2 separate regions of the Gossypium hirsutum genome follow, and region 2 is linked to region 1. Evidence: chromatin contacts called from public Hi-C data. All regions are on one chromosome and are shown on one strand. The core of a region is the stretch at or near the end of the contact, and the rest is flanking DNA. Distances in the headings are between cores, read along the strand shown. Region 1 holds the start of LOC107897705 (protein Brevis radix-like 4). Region 2 has its middle 19 kb from the start of LOC107951063.

Region 1 (2,749 bases), core at 122-2,621:
CTAAAATAATAGATAGGAATTTAAACCAAAACCATTATAACTTTGTATTATTTAACATTTTGTTCGTTTATTGATGTTAACAATAAACTAGGCAGGCATTGGAGCAGTGACGTGACTAGTCCATTTCCCAGCGAATTTCGAAAGTGGAATAAAAATTTCTTAATATGATGGAAAGCGAAAATCCAGAAAAAATAAGTGCGCGGCGCACCTGAATCGTATCCTCTTGAGATCGTTGCCGCCGCGAGGAAGTGAAACAAAGGTAATAAGCACGCCAGGCTCCACCTGAGCCACCCACTCTTTAGGCTCACTTTCTTCGACGAACACGACCGTGTCCACTCGGCGTCCGCTCAACGATTTCGGCGTCCCTTCTCCGCTCGAACTCGACATCCCTTTCAACCTTGCTTCCATCTCCTTCCCCCACGTCCTCGGCGTCGCTGAGCTCGAACTCCCCGTCCGACGATAAGACCATCTGAACCTGTCCGAGTCCGCGTCAGACTCGCCCATGTTCCTCAACCGACTCTGCGCCGTGCAGGGGTTACAGTGCCTGTACGCCCCCGACGCCTTTAGCGCCATGTCCTTCAACTAAACCACACAGTCATTAAAGCCAAACAAAGAACGAAGAACCGGAAAACCTTGACGTCGTAAATCTGAAAGCTAATTACCTGCGAAGTGAGGGATTTGATGGCTTGGTTGTGCTTAGTGTTAGGAGTAGTGGAAGAGTCCATTTCCTCTTGTTGACTCACCGAGTCATCACCAGGTTGCTTGGAACGAGCTATGCACGTCAGCATTGTTGTTTCGAAATTCTCTGAAAGCTGAGAAATCTTCTGTTTAAATAAAAAGCAATACATTGAAAACTACATTTATGATTTGTCAGAATTTGAGAACTAGATTATACAATAAACAAGTTTTCGAGTTTACCGTACAGAGAAGCAAAATTTAATGCAAACCCAGAAATCTGAGGATCAGTGGTGGGTAAGAGAGAACTAAGGGTTTTTTTTCTTTCTTTTTTCCTCTGAAGTTTCAGGGACCTGGAGCCCGATATTCGAGACTCAGGTAGCTCTTTAATGATGCCACGTTTAATTAAAAAGGATCAAAGATTCTCTGCGCCAACCCAAAATAAAAACAAAATTAAACAACAAAAAGGGTTTTAATAAAAGAAAAGAAAAAAGATGGAAGAGATAAAACCAAATTATAATCTCCTCAATCTCATCGAAGGAGCTATGGGTCTAATGGGATAAATGCACTCATTGCACTGCAGTTGTTGCTGTATATTGGTAGTAGAAGAGTGTGGTTGGTGTAGGCCGTTGCTGGGCTCAGATGATGTTTCCTTTACCTTTTTAATACACTGTGTGATCCGATGATGAAATGATTGGTGCGTGATGCTGATTGCTGAGCTTCTGCTTTTGTTTTTTTCTCAGTTTTCAAAAAGCCCACTGGAGAGACTCGATGGGCTTAGTTTCATCATTGGAAGGCCGAAGAACTCGTTTAACTTGGGCTATGTTATCAACTCGTGAGTGCCATTAATAATGATAGTGAGAGATTTGGCATTTGTGCATGTTGATCATTTACCATCTACCTGAAGTGGTGTGGTGTATCAGATCTTCCAACCCATTTCCAAAACAAATTTCCTTTTATTACTAATATTGATGTAAAACTTTTGACAGAGGGTTGTCTGTTTTAGAACTAGTTTAATCATTCTCAACAACCTAGTGTTGCGGGTTTGTGTTTTTAGGGCAATTGGTCAATATAAATTGAGGCAAATTGGAGCTGAAAAATCATTGATTTAATTGCAGGAACGTGTACATCGTTGAGCGATTCGGGTCTATCTACACATATCCGCTCCCACTCACGTGGCTTCCATTCCCAAGCGTATATGTCAGAAAGCATCTTTAGTTTTTGGCACATAACAAACATTATTAATTACTCCGAAATATTAGACTCAAAACACCTCTCCAACCTCCAATCACCGTTGAAATCCACCCATTTCTAATTTCCATCACCACCGCCGTCTGATGCTTTGACCACCGTAGTTTCTATCGTCAATCCGGCGGCTCCCAACAGATTATACCGCAGGCTCAGGCTTTAAAAAAAGTCCAAAAAGGAGACGCTAGCCTCCTTAGCCATCCCCGACCCACAGTGGGACCCTCGCCAGAGGAATCTGGAATATCAAAATAAAGGAGTCTGTTTGAAGCTTAAATAAGACCCAATCTCATACTTCCACCTCTAACTCCGGTGGTGGCTGTCATTATCTTTTATTGTCACCGGCTCAAGTGAGAAGAAAAAAGCCCCCCGCCCCTTTTTTTCTTTCACAATTAATGAGAGTCTTAGTATCAGATTCTCATTAGTCTCCGTTAATGAAACAAACCTGTATTATATTTTGGCATTAAATAACGATGTCGTTTTTGCGGCGGAGGAAGGGGACGGATTCCTCGAAGTCCCAGAACTTACGGTGCAACATCGTAAAGGAAGATGAGAAGAATAACCTATACGAGAGCCCCAGGAAAGAAAGCTATAATTCCAAGAAATGGTCATGTTGGGACAGTTGTTGTTGGTTCATTGGTTTTGTATGTTCGGTGTGGTGGTTCTTGTTATTACTTTACAATACAATGCCTGCTTCGATTCCGCAATATGTAACGGAGGCGATAACAGGGCCGTTGACGGACCCACCCGGGGTCAAGTTGCGGAAAGAGGGCTTGACGGTGAATCACCCAGTTGTGTTCGTCCCTGGGATCGTCACCGGTGGGCTCGA
Region 2 (2,700 bases), core at 42-2,541, 640 kb before region 1:
TGGATTTGACTGGTTTTACATCCATGTCGGCTGCCACCTCTTTATTAATAGTAAGAGTTCGTCAAGAATAAATGTGGTCGTGGTCCTGACCTAACCTTATCCTGCTCCATTCAATAATATTTCTTCTTCGTATTTTAGGTTTTAAAAAAGTTTCTATTTGTCATACGTATAACTTTTTTTTTAAATACATTATTAAATTTTTACCAGAAAAAAAACAGAACACAAGAGATTTTGAGAAAGTTAAGATTCCTACAATTATTTTTTTTACTTATTTTTCAATATAAACCAAGCATTGTGGACACACACACGCAAAATATCAGCGGTTGAACATAATTAGAATATTTATTTACTATTTAAATATTTTACTTAATAAAAATTTTAACTTGGGAAGTTATGATACATTTGGTGTGAGATTAAATTAGATGGAAGATTTTATTATTATATTGTATTTTGTTATTTTAGTTTATAAAGTTAAAAGAGATTAATTTGTTATTGATTTCAAATGTTAATAAATTTTGAAATATTTATATATTTAAGAGATTAGTATAAGTTTTGTATCAAGTATTAAAAATATTTATTTGTTCTTTGAGAAACATATTTTATGAGTGCATTTAAGAGAGTAAAAAAAAAATTTATTGCTTCGCTTACTACTAATCAGTAGAAGAAGGTAGAAGCAAATGATTTAGATTTTTAAGTATAAAAGTAAAGTTGGTATACAGAGATACAATGGAACTTGAATTACTTGTATTGAATTAAAAAATAATGAATTTACTCATATAGTTAAATTTTGTAGACGTAAAAAAATTGAACTACATAAATAATTTTGTGTGTTTTTATTTTTGTTGTTTTTGTTGCAGTGCCACTTTCAGTAGACATTACTGCATCTTAATATTATTTTATCACTTCTGCATATGATTACGATGTTAAAAGTAAATTTAAAAAAAATATTAGTGTTTGATTTTAAATTTTAATATATTTATGTTGTTTTCTGGATCCATAAATACTTGGATGTTACAAGTAGAAGATGTTAAGGTTGGATATTTATCTAGTGTCTGGCCATAAATCTTCCAATTTATACAGTCCTTTTTTTGTTGTCTTTATCTATGCATATTGTAAACTGCGCTATCTTCCGGCACGAGGCTTTGCAATGAAATATTGTCTTAGTACTTATATTAGAAAAAAAAAACAAAAGAAAAAGGAAAAAAAAGGAAAAAGAAAGGCAGAGTTGACAAAATCCAATCCTAAATACTGTCTGAAAATTGACGGGGAAGGGACCATAAGTGCAAACTAAGTGGCGTCACATCTTGAAGAGAAGATGAAGTAGCGCACATCTGGGGCTCAGCCTCACCCACTTGCCCTCTTTCGTCACCTTCAATCTTTATTATTATTATTTATTTCATACAATCCCCCACGTGGGATGGGATCCGACTTCCACTCTATTACTTCCGACTCCTTTCCTATTACTACTACTTCCTATCTCTCCTCTCTATTATCAATGTTTTTACCCTAATTATAACAAAAAACACGCTGTTAAAAATAGCTTTTTTTTATAGACTTCCCGCTACATAACACTCAAATTAGGTTGGGTTACATTTGAAATTGAATTAGATGAAAATTTTATATAATAGGAAAATTACTCAAATAATATAAATAAAATTATTATTTATTGAAATAATATGGATAAAAAAATTAATTACTGAAATGATATATTTTTTATAGTAAAAAAAGGGATTTGATGAATGCCCAAATCGATATTAGTGGTATTGATTTGGGCCTTAATTTCGGGGGAATATCTGATTCAATAGTTTTGAATTGGGCCTCCCCTCAGCCTGGCATACTGACATAGATTAGACTACTCATTGAATTGGATCTTTCTTTGAAAATCATGTTGTTCTGATTGACCAAACTCAAAAAATTTTAAACAATTTTAATTTTAAATCCAACTATTTAAAAACCCAAACTAACCCTAATAAATTTATTAAACCCTAGACCTTTATAAAAACTTCTTATAAACTAACCCTAAAAAAAAACTATGTATACATACACTATGATTGTGTGTATTGTTAGCACGGATTCCCTTGGATCTATAAAAAAAATTAAATATTTATTGCCTTAGGAATAGCATGCCTGTACAAGTTCCTAAAGAAGAATGTCCAAGATTCGACATTTTCCTTTTCCACGGTGGTGAAAGTGATAGGCAAAATATTTCTATTATTTTCTTATGCAACCGCAATGAGGAGGCTCTGGCTGCCACAATTGTATCTCATTGTATGAATTGTCATAGTCACTGTATAACTCTCTCATGGCTAGTTAATTACCATCCCATGCTTTACTGTATAAAACATTGTAGCTATATCTTGTTTGCAACTCAACAACCAAGGTAACGACAGAGATGGTTGCCTTTGCTTCAACCAATGGTTTGATACATCTACATATTAATTTTGCATCAAGCTTTCAATATTCCTGATACATCAGCGTATTAGTACAAGTGTGGGGCCCTTCATATTTTTTAATCTCCAAAAGATGTGATCTCATTATAAACACAACTCACACCTTCCACTTGCAACCATTGTTAGCATGTTAACACTCGCGAATGTACAATGTTGATCTGCCACAATTTGTTGTAGCAAATTAGGCCCTTTTTAATATTTAAGGATGTTGTTTTCTAGCAAATGTAACAATCCGTTTTCAGTGAAATCA

Evidence for each region. Hi-C and Micro-C count contacts between places; a contact is called where the count stands out from the background.
Region 2: a Hi-C map of leaf shows a contact between it and region 1, with 1.9 times the contacts expected there. The contact joins the enhancer-like site here to the promoter of LOC107897705 in region 1. A contact is called at or near these places in 5 of 34 Hi-C or Micro-C datasets (callus and leaf).

Annotation. Positions count from the first base shown.
Region 1 is chrA06:19,527,459-19,530,207 of Gossypium_hirsutum_v2.1, reverse strand. It overlaps LOC107897705 (protein Brevis radix-like 4), which reads right to left and starts at 1,371. Exons shown (of 6, transcript XM_041115295.1): 1 at 919-1,371; 2 at 663-821; 3 at 209-582. The coding sequence starts at 788. LOC107897707 (phospholipid:diacylglycerol acyltransferase 1) reads left to right here and starts at 1,616. Exons shown (of 7, transcript XM_041115292.1): 1 at 1,616-2,749. The coding sequence starts at 2,394.
Region 2 is chrA06:20,169,807-20,172,506 of Gossypium_hirsutum_v2.1, reverse strand. No RefSeq gene overlaps it. Among protein-coding and RNA genes, the nearest start is that of LOC107951063, 19 kb to the left of the region's middle. Within about 2 kb of position 1,291, at least 3 of the 9 cell types and tissues checked have an H3K27ac peak or open chromatin away from gene starts, as enhancers often do. A contact at or near this core is called in leaf, where this site is marked.